2 separate regions of the Mus musculus genome follow, and region 2 is linked to region 1. Evidence: chromatin contacts called from public HiChIP or PLAC-seq data. All regions are on one chromosome and are shown on one strand. Each heading gives the region's core, a stretch centred on a gene start, on an enhancer-like site or on the middle of the called end of the contact. The rest is flanking DNA. Distances are from core to core; before and after follow the strand shown.

Region 1 (5,951 bases), core at 2,400-4,899:
TGGACTGTGTAGCCCAGGCTATCCTTGAACTCCTGATCCTCCAGGATCTAGACCTCAAAGTGCTGAGATTGGAGGCATGCGCAGACAAGTTCAGCTTATTTCTGTTTGTTTGCTATACCGTTGTTTCTTTTTCTTTTAAAAAAAAGAATTTAGTTTTAATTATATGGATGTGTCTGTGTATGGGCGTGAGAACTTGAATGCAGATTTCTGAAGAGGCCAGTGGTTGTCAGATCCAGCATGAAGCTGGAGTCTTTGACCTGCCCAGCATGGGTGTTGGAAACCAAACTCCTATCCTTTCCAACAGCTAAGCCATCTCTCCAGCTGCCACAGTCACTGCCATCATCGCCATCATCATCATCATCAGGTCTTACTATGTAGCTCAGGCTAGCTTGCCAAATGTGGTTATTTTTGCCTCAGCCTCCTGAGTGCTGGGATTACAAACATGTACCACCATACCTGGCTCAGTATGTTCAATAACACGGGCACTACTGAGTGTCTGTGGACAGATGGCCTCCTCACTTCCACATTGAGGCTACCACTACCCAACCCATCAGTTAGGTCAGACATGAGGTGGTCCTACATCCTAGAATATAAAATAAAGCACTGGGAGGTTTTGACCACTAGGGAATCCAAGCTTTGAGTTTCTTCCATTTTTTTTTTAATTTTTATTTCATGTATATGTGTGTTTTGCCTGCATATATGTATGCGTACCCATGGACATCAGAGATATTATTGGATTTCATGGAACTGGAATTATAGGCAGTTGTGAGCTGCCATGTATGGAGGTGCTGGGATTCGAACCCAGGTCCTCTGGAGTAGTAGCAAGTGCTTTTAGCTTTTGAGCCATCTCTCCAGCCCCATTTCTTGTTTTCTGTTTGAGGTTGGGTTTTTACTTATTTAAATGTGTGTATTTACATTTTATTTGCATTGGTGTTGTCTGCATGTGTGTCTATGTGCAGGTGTCAGAGCCTGGCATTACAGACAGCTGTGAGCTGTTCTGTGGGTCTGGGGGTTTGAACCCAGGTCCTCTGGAGGCAGTCAGTGCCTTCAAATGCGGAGCCATCTCTCCAGCCTTTTGATGTTAGGTTTTTTTTAAACTGTTTTAAATAACATTTTTACTTTGTGTTCTTGTGTGTATGTGGGTGGGCACACACATACCACTCAAGAGTTGTAGAGGTCAGAGGTCAATTTCTAGGCGCTGGTCTTTTCCCCTTCCACCTTGTAGGTCCTGGGAAGCAAACTCAAGCTTGCCACCTAGTGTCATTACTTAGTGAACCATCCTCAGCCTTGATGAGATTTTGTTGTTGGCTTTTGGTTTGTTTTTCGTTTTTGTTTTTGTTTTTGAGATAGGGTCTTGGGTAGCCCAGGCTGGCCTCAAACTCACTCTAGCCAAGGCTGGCCTTGAACTACTGATCCTCCGGTGTCTGCCTCCCAAGTGGTGGGACTATATGCATATGTCACCATGCCTGGCTTGGGTCTCCTTTCTTCTACTGCCCAGGGTCTCTTCAACACAACCGTTTGTTTTTGTTTTGATGCAGAGTCTCCCCTCAAGACACAGAGCAGTCTGATCAAGACCTCCTACATAACCTAGGGCTGGTCTTGAAGTTTTGTGATCCTCCTGCCTCTGCCTCCCAAATCCTGGGATTACACACAATGGGGGACCCAGCCCAGTTCTCCATGCCTGCTTCCTCCACAGGTCAACACCTCACTCTTCCAGGAGGCCAAAACCAACTCCCTTCACACTTTGTCCAGGAGTAGGTGTGTCCCAGTCCCACCCTTAAGAACTTGGCACGAATTAAGGCCAACCCCGCCCCAAGCAGGTCTCCTGGGCCGCCCCTCACCCAGTCTCTGCAGTTTGTCTGCGCAGTTCTCAGCCACCTCTCGAAGCTCTTGGTACTTGATGGCCAGGGCTGTCCGACCCATCTCCAGGCGGGGCCGCAAGGCCAGGTTCTCCTTGGCCAGCGCGTAGTTAGAGGCCAAGCAGGCATCCCGTTCCAGCTGCAGACCCTGGAACTGCGGTGGACGAGAGCTAAGAGGCCTGGGCTCAGACTGCCCAGGGTCACCTGAAGTCCACCCTTGCACAACACCCACCACAGGCCTGGCCAAAGGCACCCCGGAGCCCCCAACCTGCAAGGGTGACAGGACCAACAGGTGGAGGGACCAGGCTTTGCCTTGCATCTTTTCTTTGGGCCCCAGTTTCTACTACAATTAAAAACAAAACAAAACATAAACAAAACAAAACAAAACAAAAAACCCGCCTAGCTCACCGAGCTGTTGTGAGACTTAAGTGAACCAAACTATGAAGGCCTCTACAAATGTTAGTTAATTTTTAATTTTTCAATTAATATGTCTGCTTAGGTCCCGGAGGGCTCCCCCCTCCCTCCTCTGTCCCATTTTCTCCGCTTGGACAGCTTGCCTCTCATACCAGGCCTTTGTCTCGCTTCCTCCTCAGGTGTTTGTGTGGAAAGCATCCCCACCCCCTGTTCTGACTCTTGGGGGAGTGATGTTTTCACCCCGAACCTTCCCAGCAACCCCCACTCAGGTCACCCTCTCATCTCTTCTACCCCCTTGTTGGCCCTCTAGTGGAACCCCACACGCCCCCGCGAACACAACACACACCCCCTTTGCTTCTGTGGTCCCCTGCCCCTGCTAGCTGCTCACCTAGCAGAAGGCAGCACTGGGGCCCTGAAGACGGCTGTTTGAGCCTGTTTCTAGGAGGGCCAAGCCTAGCTCCCCGCCCCTGGAGAATGCGCTCCCTCCATCTGTCCCCTGATCCATGCACAAGCCCCTCCTCGTCTGGCTCCTTGTAACACACACTTTCTCTTTCTGTACCCCCCTCCCGACAGACAACCAGCCCGGGCCTATGTCTCCCGTGAAATATACAACTTTCTCTTATGGTGGCCTACAGAATACAAGCCTCTGTATTCAAAGACCCATACCCAATGGCAGACACAAAGCCCCCTCCCCATCTAATGCATTACTACCCCCCCCCCATTTTCCCAGCTATCCTCCCCACCCCAGGTGTCAAGCAGGCCTTCAGTTCTCCCCCCCCAAACAAGGCGCCTCCCCTTTCTGGCCCTACAGAACGTGGGTGTGCTGAGCCAGGGCCCCCCACAACACAGCTCACCCTCCACCTCCCGCCCCCCAGAACACACCTCCCCGGAGCATCCTCGGGAGGGCACGCCTCGCGGCCATCCCGGGGTGCACGGGTGCATCCCCGGGCGCCCCCCTTCCGCACCACTCGCCCCAGGCTGGATCGGGGCGCCCCCCATCCCCCGGGGGCGGCTCCGCGGGGCCCACTCGGACGTGCCAGGCTCCCATGATCCCGAGGCCTGGCAGCTCCAGGGGGGTGGCCTCCGCTGGCTGGGTCTCCGGGTCCCCGCAGGCCGCAGCCCGACCTCTCCATCCCCCCACACCCTCCTCCTGCCCGCGCCCCCCGCGTTACCTTCCTGCTGAGCCGCACGATCCGGTCCAGCTTGGGCTCATCTTGAAGCAGATCCCGGAGCTGCCCGGTGCTGAGGATCCCAAAGCGCCCCGGGCTGCCGGGCTCCGGCCCCGCCCGCGCCGCCCGGGCCCGGTACATACCGCCCGCCCGCGCCCCCAGCTCGGCTGCTGGCTCGGCCCGATCGGCCCCGCTCCGCCCCGGCTCCGCTCCGGCTCCGCTCCGGGCTCCGGGCTCCGGCTCCAGCTCCAGCTCCGGCCGCGCGCTGCGCTGGCCGCGTTCTGCCACCAGGGGGCGCCTTGACCGCTCTTAAAGGGGCAGCCGCCGCGGCTGGCCAGACTGGGGGTGGGGCAGATAGGGGGCGGGCCGCACCCGGAGATCTCCCGCCGGGGTGTTCCCGAGCCATAGCAAACCTGTCGCTCAAAGCGGGCTCTCTCCCGAAGTCCATCCTCCCACCTATGTCTCGAAATCCAAATATCCTCTCATCTCGCCCCTTCATCCTGCCACGCTTCACCGCGGACCCTCCCACCCCAGGAGCCTACAGTTTGCAAGGTTCTTTCACATCCCCCTCTTTGGATACCTACAGCTCTCTGAGTTGGGCTGGGCGCCAAAGCCCCTGTCTGGCTGCTAACTTGGTCACGTCATTCATATCCTCTGTGCCTCAGTTTTTTTCATCTGTGAAATGGGGGATTTGAAGCACCATGAACGTTGAGATAGCGAATGCTGAGTGCCTTTGGGGCAGGGCAGGTGAATATGTAACTAACTTCCTGAGTTTCTGTTACTTTAGAGATACCGAGGCGTCACAGAGTGTTAGTGGCGCTTAGCCATAGTCTGTGTGTTTACAATGCCCTATATTCCATCCCCAACACCACCAAGAAAATAAATTAATAAAAGGTAATTTACAAAATAAAACAGATTTTAAAAATCTCAAAAGATGACATCACGTTCCTGAAGTCCTATTACTCTGATTGACAATCCTTGTTCCCCATCTACAAGGAGTCCACAGGCTAAGGCACAATCTCATTTAGTGCAACACAGAATGGCAGAGGCAGACGTGGCATAATCCCAGCACTATGATGACTGAGGCAGGGGGATTATCTAGATTTTGATACCAGTCTGGGCTTTATAGAAAGGCTCTGTCCCAAAAATACAGATGGTAGGAGCAAGAGAGATGTGAAATGTTTGTCATACCACAAGGAGGATCCGAGTTCAAGTCCTAGAACACAGGTAAGAAGCCAGACAAACCGGGCGTGATGGTGCACGCCTTTAATCCCAGCACTCAGGAGGCAGAGGCAGGCAGATTTCTGAGTGCGAGGCCAGCCTGGTCTACAGAGTGAGCTCCAGGACAGCCAGGGCTACACAGAGAAACCCTGTCTGGGAAAAACAAAACAACAACAACCAACCAACCAACAAGCATGGTTGTTCAGGTTCTTACTCACAGTACTGCAGAGGTAGCTGGACTCCCGGGGTTCCATGGTCAGCCAGCCTAGCCTGATCTATGAGGTCCAGGCCCTGTCTAAAACCAAACCAACAAACAAAAGCAGTCACAACAGCTGGGTGTTGACCTTTGTTTCCATGTGCATCTTCCCCCTGCCACGTACACATATATAATGAATGTGTTCCCTGTACACACACACACACACCACACACACACACACACACACACACACTCACTCACTCCCCACTATGAAGGCACATGACTGGTTCCAGCCAATCATAAAGACTTATGTGAAGAGGTGACAACTGAATGGGGTTTCAAAGGCTGAATAGGAGTTCTGGAGAAGATTGTAAGTCAAGGCATAGGGACCAAGAGAGCTCAATAAGGCTGTCTCTAATCCAGCTTTATCCTCCTGCCTTAGCTCCCAAGTGTTAAGATGACATGTGCGCACCACCATATCTGCTCTAACTTAGCCATAACTGAAATCCACTCATATGAAAGGACCCTACCTCTGGAAGCTGTCTCTGCCTCCCAGTGCGGGCTCCTGCCTATCCTTTCCTGTGAGTTTGCCATTCTGTTCTCCCTTGACTGTCATCCATAGTCCATCTCTGAGCGCCCTAGTCTGCTTTTTCCAAGCTGGCTATTTATTTCTGGGAGCATTTTAGGGAACTCCTGTCTGCCTCTCCCTTGGCCCTTCCTACGCTGGGCTACTAACCTTCCTCCTTAGCTGTGAGGGAGATGACAGGGAGGGTCCTGCCTTTCTGTTTATTCCTCCTCCTTCCCCCTCTCAAGTCCTAGAGACAGAAGAGATTGCTCAGCAATTAAGAGCATTTGCTACTCTTGCAGAGGACCAGGGTTTGGGACCCAGAATCCACATGGTGGCTCATAGCTGCCTGTAATTTCAGTTCCATGGGGGATCTAATGCCCTCTCCCAGCTTCCTGTGTCACCATGGCTGTGGGTTGAATTCACTCTGGCTGGAATTCACTCTGTAGACCAGGCTAGCTTGGATCTCACAGAGATCTGCCTGCCTCTGTCTCCTGAGTGCTGGGGCTAAAGGCGTACACCACCAT
Region 2 (5,951 bases), core at 2,270-4,769, 920 kb after region 1:
CAGAGATGAAATGATGTCTAGCATGACGGCTCAGTGCTTGAAGACCTGAGTTCAATCCCTACCTATACGGTAGAAGGAAAGAACAGATTTGTGCAAGGTGTCATCTCACCTACACACACACAGAAAAGTCCAAGAGAGGAAAGAGAGAGAGAGAGAGAGAGAGAGAGAGAGAGAGAGAGAGAAAGTCCTTTTTTGTTGAGGCAGGGTTTCTCTGCATAGCCCTGACTGTCCTGGAACTCACTCTGTAGACCAGGCTGGCTTGGAACTCAGATCTGCCTGCCTCTACCTCCCAAGTGCTGGAACTAAAGACATGCACCACTACTGCCCGGCTTGGAACTCGCTCTTATAGGTCAGGTTGGCCTCAAACTCAGAGATCCACCTGCCTCTACCTCTGAGTAGGCAGGAGGGTCAGGGGTTCAAGCCCTCTTTTAGCTACACAGGGAGTTTGAGGTAAGCATGGCTCTTCCTTGCCCCAAAAGGGCCTAGCAAGGATACTGGCTGGCAGCTGAAGGTTATTGTGACTTGTGTTACCCAAACCTCCTTTGTCTCTAGTGACTCCAGCAGCTTCCTAGCTTCCTACATTTGTCCCAAAGGCCTCAACCACATCCCACAAAAACACTTCAAGGAGGGGCTGAGCCCTCTGCCTTTGTGCTTCACGAAAGCCAGAGGGGAAAGGGAGGGTGCATTAAAATGAGAGGCATTAAAAGATAGAAAATTGAGCCAGGCAGTGGTGGCACACGCCTTTAATCCCAGCACTCGGGAGGCAGACACAGGCAGATCTCTGAGTTCGAGGCCAGCCTGGTCTACAGAGAGTTCCAGGACAGCCAGGGCTACACAGAGAAACTCTGTCTCGAACCGCCCCCCCCCCCAAAAAAAAGATGGAAAATTATAAAGACAGTGAAAATGTCAAAAGTCTTGTTTAAGCCTCAAAATCATATATACATATAAGTAACATTATACAGACTGTGTAGGTTGTATAACTATATACATAGCTATATGCAAATATGTAAATATATAAATATATATTTTATAATCTAAATTATAAAGGCCATAAATTTGAGAAGAGGGAAGGAAAAGGTGCTTGGGAAGAGTAGAAGGGAAGAAACAAAGGCAGGGGAAATTCTCTGGTTATATTTTAGTTTCAAAAAGTGAAAAATTAAAAAAAATTGTTTAATTTATTTTCTTAGGTATTAGAAAAATGGGCTAGAGGTGTGGCCTAGAGGTACCATCAAAGTAGTGAAAAGCCAGCTCATGGGGCAGAAAGCAATTGCATTCTTTTTTTTTAATTAAAATATTTTATTTATTTATTATATGTAAGTACATTCAGACACTCCAGAAGAGGGCATCAGATTTTGTTACAGATGGTTGGGAGCCACCATGTGGTTGCTGGGATTTGAAGTCAGGACCTTTGGAAGAACAGTCGGAGCTCTTAACCCCTGAGCCATCTCACCAGCCCAGCAATTGCATGCTTACTGAAGACGGGGTGGGTGTTTTCTCCATTTTTAAAAGATATTTGTCTGGGACGTGAATTCAGTTGACTTAAGGCAGATTTAGAAGAAAAACCACAGTTTTAATTGTGTGCTTGTGTGAACAATTTAAAATAAGAGGCTAGAGGGGTGAAGTAAACTGGGATACATTGTGAGGTCAAGGCCAGCCTGGCTACATAGGGAACAGTTGTCTCAAAAAAAAAAAAAGTGATTGCTTACACTTAAATATTGAAGATGAATTAAGTATGGACACAAGAGCATCAAAATGGCTTGCTCAGCAGGTGGAGACACTTGTCACCGAGTCTCATGCCTTAGGTTTGATCCCAGGACTCACGTGGTAGAAGCAGAGACCTGAAGGACACATTCTCTGTCATCTATATGAATGCTGTGGCATGACCCATCCCTGTACAAAAAAAAAAAAATGAGAATAATAAAAAATAGGAGTCCTTATTTGTAAGTTCATGGATGCAAAATGGAAATCAGCAGACAGGAGTCCATTTAAGGCTAGGAGGGCTGGGGATATGCCTGAGTCAGCAGAGAGCTTGCTTAGTGTGCAGGAAGCCCTGGGTAACCCCCCCCCCCCCCCCCCCCGCTCCCCCTGCCTGGTCCTCCTCTATAGCTGGGAACAACAGTACACACCTGCAATCTCAGAAGGTGAGACAGGGGGATTAGTAGTTGCAGGCCATCTCTGAAGCCAGGTGCTAAGACACCCTGTCTCCAAAACAAATAAACAAAAAATCCCCCTACTTCCACTAGGAGGGACTTATGTAGAGCTTTTGGGGACAGACACGTTTTCTTTGGGCTGTGAAGTCATTAAGATCTTTCTGGCTGTATAGATTATACGTGGGTCCTTGGTGGCTACCATCGGCACTAGGAAATGCCAGGTGCCATCCATTCATCAGAAATAATGAGCAAAGCAGCTGTGTCTTATCAGACTGTCCCTCTGCAGTGTCAGATGGAGACCAATTAGCAGAGGCAGGAAGCAACACAATTCTGCCTTTCCAAGCAAAACAGTAGCAAGCACCCCTGCTCCTCAGTGACACTGCTGAGGCCAGGCCTCCTTGACTTCTCTAGCTGTGTTCATCTTTTCTGCTTGGTGAGCCGGGAGCAGGTTCTGGGAATGGAACAGGCTCTGTGAAGTGGAATTTTAAGGACTTCTTTTGCAAATCCAGGGTCTTCTGCCTACTCGATAGATAAGTGCTCTACCACTGAGCCAGGCCAACTTAAGCCAAGGTTTAACTTTTTTTTTTGTTTTTTGTTTTTTGTTTGTTTGTTTGTTTTTCGAGACAGGGTTTCTCTGTGTAGCCCTGGCTGTCCTGGAACTCACTTTGTAGACCAGGCTGGCCTCGAACTCAGAAATCTGCCTGCCTCTGCCTCCTGAGTGCTGGGATTAAAGGCATGCGCCACCACGCCCGGCTTAACATTTTTTAATAGATTCTTTTCTTATTTAAAAATTTTAAATCTATGTTTTTAAAGACTGTGCTTGTAAGCTCAGCAATTAGGAAGCAGAGGCAGGAGGTTCAAGAGTTTAAGAGCAGCCTAGGCTTACATCACAAATTCAAAGCCACTCCGAGGTACATGAGATCCTGGACCCCTTCCACCCCTACAAGTGGACTCTTATAGCTGGGGATTAATTAGTAGTAGAACACTTGTCTACTGTGCTTGCATTAACTTTGATCCTCAACACCACAAAAGGAAAAATCAGGGTTGGCGATAGGGCTCAGAGGGTAAAGGCATTTGCTGACAAGCCTGACACCTTGAGTTCGATCCGTGGAACCCACGTGAAGGTGGACACGGAGAACGGACTCCTAAAGTTGTTCTTTGACCTCTGTAAGTACACCCCCCTCCAGAATATACACACATAATAAAAAGAAATATAAAAATTATTAAAAATCAAATGCATCAGTGATTAGCGAGGGAGTAAGTCAGTAGGAGAAAGAGAAGGCTGGGTACATTTATATCTGCTGGTGTGCTTTGGTTCAGCCCACTCAGCTTCATCAGAACTACATTTCCCAGAAGGCACTGCGTGAGGTGGACATGCGCAGCGCGGTGCTTGGAGGCTGCGACGCCGAGTTTCACTCCGGCTGCCTCCGGCTCGGAGTCGGAGACATACTCGAGGGTTCTTCCCAGGCCGAGCCGGAGCTGAGCCCGGAGGTCGGCGGTCCTCTCAACCTGTTCCTTCTGCTTCCCTCAGACTCGGTGAGCGGGACGGGCGGGCCACCTGCTGGCGCCCAGCCTGGGGTCCCGAGGGTGGGTGGGTGGGTTGAGGAGAGGGGGCTATTGAGCCAAGCTGAGACCGGAAGGGGGCGGTCGTGCGAGGAGGGAGGGCCGTGCCGGCGGGATGGGTGAGTCCTGGGGGCGTTGGGAGCCCTGGGCACCTCGGTACCAGGGTCCTGGAGGCGGGAAGTCGCAGTTGGGACGCTCTGAGCGTTGGGGACTGGGCTGGGTGTGGTAAGAGCCCTATTTTTTGCAGAGACAGGGGTCGCATCCCTGGCAGTTTGAGTCCTACAGGACCTGGAAGAGCAGTGAGGCTATTGCTACCCTGGCTCCCTGAGGGGTCAGTTTCAGTCCTGGAGCGTTTGTGTGTGTGTGGGGGCGTTACATCCAGGCGATAGGGATCCACCACTGTCTGAGAGAGTTGGACTTTGGAGGCGTTTGCCTTTCCATTCTCGGTCTGTGTCAGACTGGGTCTCTGGGGCACTTTGGGGTGTCTCTGTTTTGAAGCTCCGCTTTTCATCCTATCCCTCACACAGCTGCAGGGTTGCCCGCGTTAGCTTTGCCTCCACAGTGGCATGAATGGGAATGTGTTCACAGGCAAGACCTTTAATGAACTCTCTTTTCTCCGTGCCGTCTTAGCCCCTTTAAAATTCTAGAGAGCCCAGCAATGTGTTGCACATTTATAATCCCAGTATTTGGGAGACAAAGGTTTGCGGGTAGCTAAAGCTTGCCTGTGCTTCATCACAAGATACTATATTACATCCCTCTCACTCCCCAAAAGAGTGCTAGCCAGGTGTGGTGATTTATGACTGTAATTTCAGCACTTGTGAGGCAGAAGCTGGAGACTCAGGAGTTCCAGTCCAGCCCTAAGCTATATACTGTGGCCCCTGCTTAAAACAAAACAAAACAAAAAAACCCCCAACAACCCAAAAGTAACAGTTCTGTGATGTAGAGTTCCCAGTAGCCACGAGAATCAGGATTGACTTCAGTTGGTCAAGGTGTCAAGTCTCTTTGCTTATTTTCTGTGTGACTTTGGTCAAATTTTTATCCTCTCTGGTGTGTTGATTTCCTTCATGGACCATCCGTGGGACCGGTTTCTGAAGTCCTCACGCAGACTTTTCTGAGAAAGGGTTTAATTGAGTGGGCTGAGAAAGACTGTCCCTAGCTTCTGCTCCCTGCCCAAGCTGTTGGAAAATAAGCCTGGTAATTTCCAGTTGCCAGCCACAGCACACGGGACCCAACATCTGTGCGCTCATTTTCTCTTGCCGATTCTTCACTGAAGACTTAATCATCTTTTTGGCAAAGGTACCTCGGAATCGGTGTGGCTGAGTCAGCAAGGCCTCAGATTTGCCGGGTTCTTGTTTGCTGTTCCTATCAAGATGGGAGCTCAGACAAGTTATTGCTTCTGAGGATCTGGTGCTTTCATCAAGAAGGGACAGTTTGGTGCCAGCTCTTCAGTGAAGAGGAGGTGAGAGCCGCGGGGAAGTTAACCTTGCAGCTTTTGAAATCTGGTGTTCCAAGGAGAAGGTGGGTGTGGACCCTGAAGGGAGATGGCTCAGTCCATACAGTGCTTGCCTGGCGAGCAGGAGGGTCCAGATTTGCTCTCCAGAACCAAGGTAAAAAGCCTGGCATGGTGGCATGTACCTGCACTTTTAATGCTAGGGAGGAGACAGGTGAATCCCTGGGGTTTGCTAGTCAGCCAGCCAGCCACGTATTTGGTGAGTGAGCAAGGTTGATAGCACCTGAGGAACTGCAATCCAGGCTGTCCCCTAGCCTGCGGGAACACCCATGCATCTGTGCACACACACACACACACACACACACGCTTTATGGACGGTGGGATTCTGGGGTTCCAGGAGTGAGATGAGGCCCAGGAGTGGATTGTTGATTGCCAGATGTTGCAAATAAATTCACGTGGCCCCTTGCCAGCACAGCCTCTGTCTAACCAGTCTCAGAGGATGCGCCATCCTACCTTAGACATCCTTTATGGGCTGGGAGCAGCTTTGGCAAAGTGCTTAGCCAGCATACAAGACCTGAGTTCAAGCCCCAGCACTTCAGAACATTTATTTTTTATTATTACTTAAAAAAAACGAAACATGCATTTGTTGTGTGCGCATGTGTGGAGGTGACAGGGCACTTTGCAGGAGTCACTTCCCTCCACCAGGTGAGTTCTGGAGATCTAAGTCAGGTGATCAGGATTGGCAGTAAGTGCCTTTACCTGCCAAGCCATCTGACTGGCCCCTCCCA

Evidence for each region. HiChIP or PLAC-seq counts read pairs in DNA pulled down with a chosen protein or histone mark.
Region 2: an HNF4G HiChIP or PLAC-seq map of pancreatic cancer cells shows a contact between it and region 1. The contact joins the promoter of Dtx2 here to the promoter of Vps37d in region 1. A contact is called at or near these places in 2 of 115 datasets of contacts at active chromatin or transcription factors (microglia and pancreatic cancer cells).

Annotation. Positions count from the first base shown.
Region 1 is chr5:135,074,617-135,080,567 of GRCm38.p6, forward strand. It overlaps Vps37d (vacuolar protein sorting 37D), which reads right to left and starts at 3,650. Exons shown (of 4, transcript NM_001199677.1): 1 at 3,446-3,650; 2 at 1,842-2,013. The coding sequence starts at 3,583.
Region 2 is chr5:135,991,281-135,997,231 of GRCm38.p6, forward strand. It overlaps Dtx2 (deltex 2, E3 ubiquitin ligase), which reads left to right and starts at 3,520. Exons shown (of 11, transcript NM_001256096.1): 1 at 3,520-3,686; 2 at 5,010-5,172.